Linked DNA regions of Ovis aries: region 1 is linked to region 2. The links are chromatin contacts, called in public Hi-C maps. All regions are on one chromosome and are shown on one strand. Each heading gives the region's core, a stretch centred on a gene start, on an enhancer-like site or on the middle of the called end of the contact. The rest is flanking DNA. Distances are from core to core; before and after follow the strand shown.

What was found. Hi-C and Micro-C count contacts between places; a contact is called where the count stands out from the background.
Region 1: a Hi-C map of liver shows a contact between it and region 2, with 3 times the contacts expected there. The contact joins the enhancer-like site here to the promoter of LOC105612738 in region 2. A contact is called at or near these places in 7 of 16 Hi-C or Micro-C datasets (blood, liver, omental adipose tissue and 2 more).

The regions. Positions count from the first base shown.
Region 1 is chr14:62,791,733-62,796,931 of ARS-UI_Ramb_v3.0, reverse strand. It overlaps SSC5D (scavenger receptor cysteine rich family member with 5 domains), which reads left to right. Exons shown (of 15, transcript XM_060398175.1): 10 at 1,161-1,727; 11 at 1,806-2,123; 12 at 2,279-2,446. Among named protein-coding and RNA genes, the nearest start is that of SSC5D, 9.4 kb to the left of the region's middle. Within about 2 kb of position 3,876, at least 9 of the 54 cell types and tissues checked have an H3K27ac peak or open chromatin away from gene starts, as enhancers often do. A contact at or near this core is called in liver and tail adipose tissue, where this site is marked.
Region 2 is chr14:62,688,332-62,693,590 of ARS-UI_Ramb_v3.0, reverse strand. It overlaps LOC105612738 (zinc finger protein 580), which reads left to right and starts at 1,421. Exons shown (of 3, transcript XM_042232440.2): 1 at 1,421-2,401. The coding sequence starts at 2,384.

The DNA of each region.
Region 1 (5,199 bases), core at 2,627-5,126, 100 kb before region 2:
GTTCTCTCCCGCACCATTGTTTCATCCAGCGGCAGACTCTGAGCCTGGTACAGGGGGCTCAGAACGCGAGGGCTCTGGCCTCCAAGAAGCCCGGGGCTCACTGAGGGACAGAGACGCGAGCCCGTGTGACACGTTGTCACTCGGGAGGTTCCCCAAGACCACCCTCAGGTTCCATAGTTTTCTAGAAAGACTCACAATGGTCAGAGAAGCTCTCAGACTCAGGAGCAGGGGTTCCCGCAGCAGAAGGGCTCAGATTCACATCATGAGGGATGAGGCAGCTGGGGCAGGGTCGGGAGAGACCCTTGTGAACCCTCCTCTCCCAGGGGAGGGGTGCAGACAGCACTTAATCCGCTCCGCTCCCAACACCGGCAATGACACGCGGCCACACACGTGACACTTTCCCAGCCGGTGGCAGAGCGTTTTCAGGAGCTGGATCCCCCCATAGGGCTGGCAGCCCATGGCGCTCGCGAGCCACGCTGTTAGCAGGGATGACCTGGCTGGTCCCAGGCCCCCAGGCGAGCAACACGCTCCAACCATGCAGGACGCTGCCAGGGCTGGGAGGGTGCCCCTGCCTCCAGCAGCTGGGGGCGAAGGGCCAGAACCCCTCTGTGGGCCAGATTGACCCTTGTTCTGCACCACTCACCCTCGGCATCACCCACAGCGTCCAGCACCTTCCCTGTGCTGCCCAGAAAGATGTTGGGTGAGCCGTGGAGGCTGGAAGCCCGAGGAGGCTGGAAGCCCGAGGCTGGGGCATGTTCCGTCTTTCCCTCTCCTCCTCAAGGCTCTGGGAGACACAGCAGGGTTCTGAGCTGGGAAATGGCCCGGTGCCACCCTGGTGGGGCGGTGACCAGTCAGCAGGTACAGAGGGAAGGGCAGCGGCTGGGCAGACAGGACAGGTCAGAGTAAGCGGGCGAAGGGGGGCAGGTAGCTCAGGACCGCAAATGCTCAGAGGCAGGATGGGGCAGGGGTGGCCACCGAGTGCCCTGGGCCTGGCACAGGGCCTGGCTCATAGGAGATGCTCAGATGCCACCTGTTGCTGAGGCTGAGTGCTCGGGAACTCGGTGGCTGTCTGCAGGGGGTGACAGGAGAAGGCGGGGCCTGGCTGGGGACCTCACAGTGTCTGCTATCTCCCCTGCCGCACCCCCCACCCCCGTCTCCAGGAACCCCCGGCCTGGACTCCATCTCAGACCCCTTCAGTTGGAGCTGGATCCCCGGCCTGGGCAGAGACGTGGACGCCTGGCTCCCGGGGGAGCTGGCCACCAAGCCCTCTGCAAGGCGGACCCCGAGCGTCCCCGAGAAAACCACCACCAAGGCTCCAGGGAAGACGCCCAAAAGCACCAAGAAGTGGGTGACCAAGAACGCAAAGAGACCGACAACTCAGCCCCCGGCGATGCCAACCACTAAGCACTCCAGGGTCTCGGGCACCCAGAGTACCCCCGAACTGACCTCACGGACCACCAGCACCAGCACCCCGGGCACAGGGGCCTCCCGAAGACCCACCTCCGAGTTTACCACCAGGCTGACCACGCAGGCCCCCCGCAGGCTGACCTCGCACACCACCGTAACTCGGACTTCTCGAAGGACCTCTAAGACCGTGGTGACGCCGGCCACCCAGGGCCCCCGATTAGTGACCTCTGAGGCCACAGTGGAGCCATCTGCTGAGCTCCCAGGCCAAGCTTCTCTAGAGTCATCCACGGACCCGGCCCCCTCCCCCACCGGCGCAGCAGGTGAGCAGAGGAACAGGAAGGCTGAGGCTGGCCCCTCCAGACCCCCTCTGACCCCTCCTGATCCTGGCTTTCCACCAGCAGGCCCGTTCCGGGTTCGTCTGGCGGACGGGCCCAACCGGTGTGCCGGGCGGCTGGAAGTGTGGCACGCTGGACGCTGGGGGACGGTCTGTGATGACGGCTGGGACCTGCGGGACGGCATGGTGGCCTGCTGGGAGCTGGGCTGCGGGAGGGTCCGGCCTCGAGTGGGCAAAACCCACTACGGCCCCGGCTCCGGGCCCATCTGGCTGGACGACGTGGGCTGCAAGGGCAGCGAATCCTCGCTGAGCGACTGCCCGGCCCGGGCGTGGGGACAGCACAACTGCGACCACGAGGAGGACGTGGGGCTCACCTGCACTGGTAAGGGGGAGTGGAGCGTGGAGCGGGGGCGGGGCACGGGGCGGAGGGGCGCGGCCGGAGTCGCACCTGGAGGTCCTGGCAGGGGCCTCCAGAGCCGCAGTGGTAAGGACTCCTGAGACGGGTCGGGGCTCGCCCCTCCCCCCTTTCCTCCCCAGGCTACGCAGACGAGGAGGACTATCCCCCCTGGACGTGGGACCCCACCTCAGGGGAGGACCTGGCCAAGGGGACCACCGCTGCAGGGGTGCCCGGACACACCCTCTCCAGGGAAACGACGGGGAGCCCAGGGGCCCCTGCCCCAGCAACGAGGCGCCTTCCGAGCACAGGTGAGGGGCAGGCGTGGGGTGGGGAGGAGCGTCTCCCTGCCAGGCTTCCTGAAAGACCCTCCTGAATGAGCTGGCCCAGGTCTCCGAGACCGCAGGCAGGTTTTTCTCGGCTCCAAAGACGCTAAGAACTACCCCTCCCTTGGCTCGTCTGTAACTGTCCTACAAGAGCCTAGAAGAGGAGATCCCTTCCTCTGCCCCGCCCTGCGTCTCAGAATCAAGCCAGGCTTGGCAGAACCCTGCTCCCTGTCCTCCTGCAGATCTTCTGGGGCCTCTGGGAATCAGCCTTGATGTCAAAGCCCGTGTCCCTGGAGGCAGTGCCTCCGCAGAAGTTCCCCAGTCCCCACACGGAGGGACATGCTGTCACCATGCCGCCGCCCCACCCCAGCCCCTCAAGCCTGTTCTCTGAACCCATGCTCTGGTCTGGGCAGGGCTGAGGCTTGGAGGCGGGCTGGGGGCCTTCGGATGGACGGCTTTCCCCAGCCTGACCCCTTACTCTGGCCAGTGGGGCAGCCTCCAGCCCCACAGCTCCAGCCCCGCTGCCCCATGGCCTCTGTCTCCCTGTGGCCTGGTCACACTCGGGCCTTGACCGGCTCAGATGGTTCCCATTTCTGTGTGTGTGTGTACACTGGGGCCTTGACCCGCTCAGATGGTTCCCATTTCTGTGTGTGTGTGTGTACACTCGGGCCTTGACCCACTCAGATGGTTCCCATTTCTGTGTGTGTGTGTGTGTGTGTGTGTGTGTGTGTGAGAGAGAGAGAGATCTCTGTTCCAGCCTGCTCAGTCTCTCTTGATCCTTCTCTGCTCCTCTTTCTCACCTTCTTTTTTCAACTTCTCACCCTCCGCATCTCGATCACTGTTTTTTTTTTCTTCACCGACCATGTCTCTTTCTCGTCACCTTCCTCATTTTCTTTCCTTATCAAGTTCATGTCCCACCATTACTGTTTCTCTCCGCCCTTCCCCACCTCGGTCAACTTCTTTTTATCCCCGCCCCGGCGTCTGGCTCTTCCCTTCCATTTCTCACTGCCCACCCTCCGGTCTCTGTCGAGGGCGGGAGCGGGAGCGAGAGGCGGGGCCTCGGCGAGGGAGGCGGGGCCTCGGCTGGAGGGGCGGGCGGGGGACGTCAATGGCCCAGCGCCATGTGACGTCACAGGCGCGGTACGCTTCCTGATTGGCCAGCTGGCCCACTCCGCAGCTATAAAAGCGTGAAGCGCGCTGTAGTTCTCTTCCCTCCCCCACCCCTACCCGGGTCTGTCTGATGCTTAGGTGTCGGGGCGGGGACACGTAGCAGGCCTTGGAGTCGACGAGATTTGGGGTGGGGGGGGCACCCGAATCGTGACTTAGGGCTCAGTTTCCAGAGGTGCCGTGCCGTGTGGCCAGGATTCCAGAGCCTTCGGTCTCTGTAGCCGGGCGCCGGTCCTTCTCGTCGCGCCCCCTCGCGGCGGAGACGGTCGGATGCTGGGCGTGCGCAGCTCTGAGGGCGGCGGTGCGCGGGCCCCTGAGACCCCACCTGCTCCTGGTTGGGGAGAGGGGGTGCGTGAGCACAGATAAGTACGGAACTGGGCACTGCGCGGTGGAAATCCCAGGGGTCACATGTGCAACCTTAGTACTGGGAAGAGGGGCAGGGTTGGGTGGGCAGAGGTGGAAACGACAGAAATTCTGTCCTTATTAGCAAGGTGGCCTTGAAAAAAATGATTCCTCTTCATTGAGTTGCAATTCCTTACTTCGAAAAAAGCAAATTAAAAAGCTGCAGCTCCAGGGTCCCTGGAAAGAGTCAAGGACAGTGCCAGGAACACATGCCATTAACTGGGTAACATAAGTCCTGAATCCCATGGGTAGAGAAGCCTGGCGGGCGACAGTCCATGGGGTCACAAAGAGTCGAACGCAACTGAGCGACTAACACTTTCACACTTTCATAGGTCCTGGTGTTGCCCCTCTGTTTCAAGTGGGAGGGAGGGGAATGAGGCTCCGGAGAGTTGAACTCAGGAGCCGAGGCTGAGATCCATTTCAAACGATTTCGCACACAGTTTGCTCACTGGACTGGGGAATTACTGAAGTCATTGCAAGTGTGAATTCTGCAGTGTGGCTACCAGGGTTCCAGCTGTGACTCCACTGGAATTAGAACAAGGGGCTGGGTGACCTCAGGTCCCAATTCAATGAGCAAAATGTGTGTGAAATCACTTAAAACCGCAATGCACTGCTTGTTAGAGTTATTTACCATAAATGAACAACAGCTGTAGAATCCCAGGGACACCGCGATTATTTCTAGTAGAGCAGTGGGAAAAAGCTCGCAGAGGAGATGGCATCCTTTCCACCAGGAGACCCCACAAGGAAGGGGCTTCTCTGAGCAGCGAAGACTGGAGTTGAGATAATTGCATTGCCCATTGAGGACACATCATCTCAGGTTTAGCTATGTCAGTTTCTATTGTTGCCATAAGACCACCACGCGTTTGGGGCTTAAGACGACACAAGCTTATTATTTTGCAGTTCTAGAGGTCAGAAGCCCCACTGAGGTCTCTCACTAGTTGAAATGAAAGATGGCAGGGCTGTATTCTTTTTGAGGCTGAAGGGAAAGATTGTTCCTGTGCCTTTTCTAGCTTCTAGAGGCTCCTGTATTCTTTGGTGCACGCCCCCTTCCTCCATCTTCAAAGTCAGCAATGTTGCATCTCTGTGGTCCTTTTTTAATCTTTACATCTTTGTCACTACAGTGAGGATTTGTGTGTGTGTTAGTCGTGTCCAACTCTTTGTGACCCCAT
Region 2 (5,259 bases), core at 172-2,671:
TCCCGGCTGCCCGCGGGCTTCCAGGAACGCAGCCTGTCTCAAGGCCCATGCCCTCGCCCATCTGGACGTCCGGTGCTTCATTTGTGAAACTTGTGGCAAGGCCTTCAAAGGACCCCGCTGTCTCTGCCCGCCCCGTCTCACCTACCGAGCTTCCTGCCGCTGCTCCTGCTGCTCCCGGCAGGTCAGCCTTACCAGGGAGCCAGTCAGCACGCACTGGTGTATCAGGGCAGATTGGGTCTCCTGCTAATGTGGGCACAAAAAGGGAAAGACACAGTGAAAGTCTCTCAGGCGTGTCTGACTCTTTGCGACCCCATGAAGTTCATGGGATTCTCCAGGCAAGAATACTGGAGTGGGTAGCTGTTCCCTTCACCAAGGGATCTTCCCAACCGAAGGACTGAACACTTGTCTCCCGCATTGCAGGCGGATTCTTTACCAGCTGAGCCATCAGGAAAGCCCGTTGTAGATGCATAGGAAGGGAAGGGCACACAGGCATGCCTTTAGGGGGCTACGTCCTGGGAATCCTGCCCCAGGTCACCAGCATCCAGCTCGAGGGCTGTCAGTTGCAGAGCTAGGCCCCGGCATCTCTGAAGGACAAGGCAGCACCTTTTCTGTGCTGGCTCTTTCTAACACTGTATGATCTTCAGCCTTCGGGTGTGCTGCGAGTCCGTGGGTGGCAGGGGAAGCAGGAGACAGTATCATGAAAGATGCATTCACCTCCCAGGGCGATGTCTGGTCTCCTTGGCTCAGATACCAAAGAATCTGCCTGCAGTGCAGGAGATCACTGGGTCAGGAAGATCTCCAGGATTCGGAAATGGCAACCTACTCCAGTTTTCTTGTCTGGAGAATCTCCATGGACAGAGGAGCCTGGTGGGCTGGAGTCCATGGGGTCAAAAAGAGTTGGACACGACTAAGCGACTAACATAACACTTTTTCCTATTGTAGAATGACTGGTTCCTTCTCCAGCCTAGAACGATAAAGTGACTTTTAAAGTCTTGCCTGGAAAATCCCATGGACAGAGGAGCCTGGTAGGCTGCAGTCCATGGGGTCGCTAAGAGTCGGACACGACTGAGCCACGTTACTTTCACTTTTCACTTTCTTGCGTTGGAGAAGGAAATGGCAACCCACTCCAGTGTTCTGCCTGGAGAATCCCAGGGACCGGGGAGCCTGGTGGACTGCCGTCTATGGGGTCGCACAGAGTCGAACACGACTGAAGTGACTTAACAGTAAAGGCAAGTCACAACTTTTCGGACAAAAGCTATCTCTTTTGTCTTCCCTTCCTCCGCATCTACCGTGTCTCCAAATAGTGACTATACTGGCTGGGTATTTTCTTTTTTTCAACCCTCCGATGGCAGAAGTGAGGCGCGCAGGCACCCGGAACTGTGGTCCGCGGGTGTTTGTTTCCCGCCGGGACGGATGCCTCGGACCCCGCCCGGCCGCAATGGCGGCGGGAGCCGGAAGAGGGCTTCGGGCTCTTACTGTCCATCTCCACCGCGCCGCGGACAGACGTTCTGGGGCCGTCCCTCGGGCTGCTTCCCGCCGCGCTCGGACCCAAGAGGCTCCCGCACCGCCAGCCGGCGCCGGGAGGCAGAGCCCGAGCTCCGCGCGGCCGGAGAGGCCCGAGCGGCGCGGTGCGTCCGCTGGGGCGCCCTCTTGGACGCAGGCGCGCGGGGCGGAACAGCTCGGAGCTCGTGGGTTCCGCGGAAAGAGCGAATTTAGAGGGTCCCGCGTGTGTCCGCCCCGCAGGCTCTCAGAGGGCTCCTCGACCCCGAGCCTCTCCGGGGGCCATGGGCCCTCCTTCCCTAGGGTGGACCCCGCCCCGGGCCCTCTGCCCACCTCGGAAGGCCCGTCACCCCCTCACCTCCGGGGATGGTGTTTGCCCTGCGTGGCCGGAGCCCAGGCGCTCCTCCTGTCCCTGTGCCTTCCCGGGAGCTCCCCGCATCGCCGGAGCCACAGCACCTCCTGCTCGGAGGTCTTCAAGCACGCCAACGAGGATTCCGAGGCGTCGCTTCACACACCGGCCCGCTGTGCCCTTGTGTTCCCAGGAGGCCCGGCGGCTGGCCCAGAACGTCCAGGACCGCTCGGCTGGAAGGGATTTCCTGGACGGTGGAGAGGCCGCAGGGGTTCCGTAATGCCTCCCGTTTCTGGTACAGAAGGCAGAGTGCGGGCCCTGGGCCTCCTGCTTACTTGTCCTGTGACCTGAGGCTGCCTTGCTGGGCCAGTTTCCTCCTCCTGAAACTCCTTGTGACCTCCAGCTATCCTGGCCAGCGGGGAGAAGCAGGAGTCTCTTGTTGGACCCCTGACTCTCCCACAGCCTCTCTTCATAGCCTGGGATCGATCACCACCCATCCTGGACTCAGTGTCTTGATCTGTGAGATGGGACAGAATGAAGCGTCCTTATGAGGTGAGCTGCAAACTCACGTAATATGAAGGTAGCACACACTGTTCCATAGCTTTTATTTTTATCTTCGACCGAGCAGAACAACTCGCGGAGTCTTAGTAGCGGCTTGGAGGATCTTAGTATTAGTTCTCAACCAGGGATGGAACCTGTGCCCTTGGCAGTGAAAGCCAGGAGTCCTAAGCACTGGACTGCCAGGGTGTTACCTTCATCACTTCTTTCTAGTAACTCATGGTGCCTGCCAAGGCAGGTGAAAATAAACGTTACTTAGTTTGAGTCCTTTTTAAATTGCAGTGGTAGAGCTGGAACCCAACCAAGGTGGAAACCTTTCCTTTGTGCGTGTGGATTGTAGGCTGGAGTGCTGCCCTAGGAGTAGGTTCCCCAGTCGGGTCAGGGCTGGGTGATGCCACTTGTGGCTGGGCCACCTCAAGAAGGGCCTCAGATCCCAGGTGGAGGAACCTGGGGACTTGGTCCTGAGGGTCACAGGGGCTGTGAGAAGGTCTCATGCATGTGAGGCAGCTGTGAGATGAGTATCGCGCCAGGGTGGGAGAAGTTCTGGGGGCCAGGGTACCAAGGAGAAGGCTGGTGCAAGGGCCCAGGTGGGAGGAAGGGGCCAGAGCTGGGGCTTGGGGGGTGGAGGGGAGCATACAGCCGTCAGGAGGAGGCACTCTGTTCCTGCCCAGCTTTGGGGAGTGAGATGGGGGGGCGGGATGGGGACCTTTGGGTGGATGAAGGGTGTCATGATAATCATGATGGTGTGATCACTAATCTAGAGCCAGACATCCTGCAATGTAAAGTCAAGTGGGCCTTAGAAAGCATCACTACAAACAAAGCTAGTGGAGGTGATGGAATTCCAGTTGAGCTGTTTCAAATCCTGAAAGATGATGCTGTGAAAGTGCTGCACCCAATATGCCAGCAAGTTTGGAAAACTCAGCAGTGGCCACAGGACTGGAAAAGGTCAGTTTTTATTCCAATTCCAAAGAAAGGCAATGCCAAAGAATGCTCAAACTACCGCACAGTTGCACTCATCTCACATGCTAGTAAAGTCATGCTCAATATTATACAAGCCAGGCTTCAGCAATACGTGAACCGTGAACTCCCTGATGTTCAAGCTGGTTTTAGAAAAGGCAGAGGAACCAGAGATCAAATGGCCAACATCCGCTGGATCATGGAAAAAGCAACAGAGTTCCAGAAAAACATCTATTTCTGCTTTATTGACTATGCCAAAGCCTTTGACTGTGTGGATCACAATAAACTGTGGAAAATTCTGAAAGAGATGGGAATACTAGACCACCTGACCTGCCTCTTGAGAAACCTATATGCAGGTCAGGAAGCAACAGTTAGAACTAGACATGGAACAACAGACTGGTTCCAAATAGGAAAAGGAGTACGTCAAGGCTGTATATTGTCACCCTGCTTATTTAACTTATATGCAGAGTACATCATGAGAAACGCTGGGCTGGAAGAAGCACAAGCTAGAATGAAGATTGCCGGGAGAAATATCAATAACCTCAGATATGCAGATGACACCACCCTTATGGCAGAAAGTGAAGAGGAGCTAAAGAGCCTCTTGATGAAAGTGAAAGAGGAGAGTGAAAAAGTTGGCTTAAAGCTCAACATTCAGAAAACGAAGATCATGGCATCTGGTCCCATCACTTCATGGAAAATAGATGGGGAAACAGTAGAAACAGTGTCAGACTTTATTTTTGGGGGCTCCAAAATCACTGCAGATGGTTACTGCAGCCATGAAATTAAAAGACGCTTATTCCTTGGAAGAAAAGTTATGACCAACCGAGATAGCATATTCAAAAGCAGAGACAGTACTTTGCCGACTAAGATCCGTCTAGTCAAGGCTATGGTTTTTCCTGTGGTCATGTATGGGTGTGAGAGTTGGACTGTGAAGAAGGCTGAGCGCCGAAGAATTGATGCATTTGAACTGTGGTGTTGGAGAAGACTCTTGAGAGTCCCTTGGACTGCAAGGAGATCCATCCAGTCCATTCTGAAGATCAGCCTTGGGATTTCTTTGGAAGGAATGATGCTAAAGCTGAAACTCCAGTACTTTGGCCACCTCATGTGAAGAGTTGACTCTTTGGAAAAGACTGATGGTGGGAGGGATTGGGGGCAGGAGGAGAAGGGGATGACCGAGGATGAGATGGCTGGATGGCATCACGGACTCGATGGATGGGAGTCTGAGTGAACTCCGGGAGTTGGTGATGGACAGGGAGGCCTGGTGTGCTGCGATTCATGGGGTCGCAAAGAGTTGGACACGACTGAGGAACTGAACTGAGGGCGTCACCGTTACCCTGTCCCAGGAGAGAAGCAGGGCATTTTGTTTGGGTGGGGGAGATGAGCTTTACCTTCCGGCAGGGTGACTGAATTCCATTCATTCCATCATTTAACCGGTATTGAATTCTGCCACTCCCAGCTCCCCAGACCTTTGCTAGAGTCTGAGCATAGACTTGCCCAGGACAGAGCAGGAAAGGCAGGCAGGAAAGTAGCAAATCCGTTAAGGAACAAGACCCTAAATTGAGATGCAGAGGAGATGGCCCGAGGGGCAGGTGGGGGGTCTCCCCTCCCCTCCCTAACCTCTGATATCACCTGCAGCGCTCCAGTGATAAAGGGTTACTTGAGTTCCCACCTGGCCAGAAAGGATGCCTCCTTGTAAGGGCTTGGGAGGAACATTCCAGAAGGAGGAACAGCAACACAAGGCCCAGGAGGTGGGAGAGGTTGGCAAGGGGGCACCTTGGTGCTGGGGGCCAGTCCACACAGGGCCGGGGCGCTACTGGGGTTTAATCTAAAGTGCAGCAAGAAGGGTTTGGGGTCAGGGAGTGACATGTTTTGGCCGGTTTACAAAATTGCCTCAG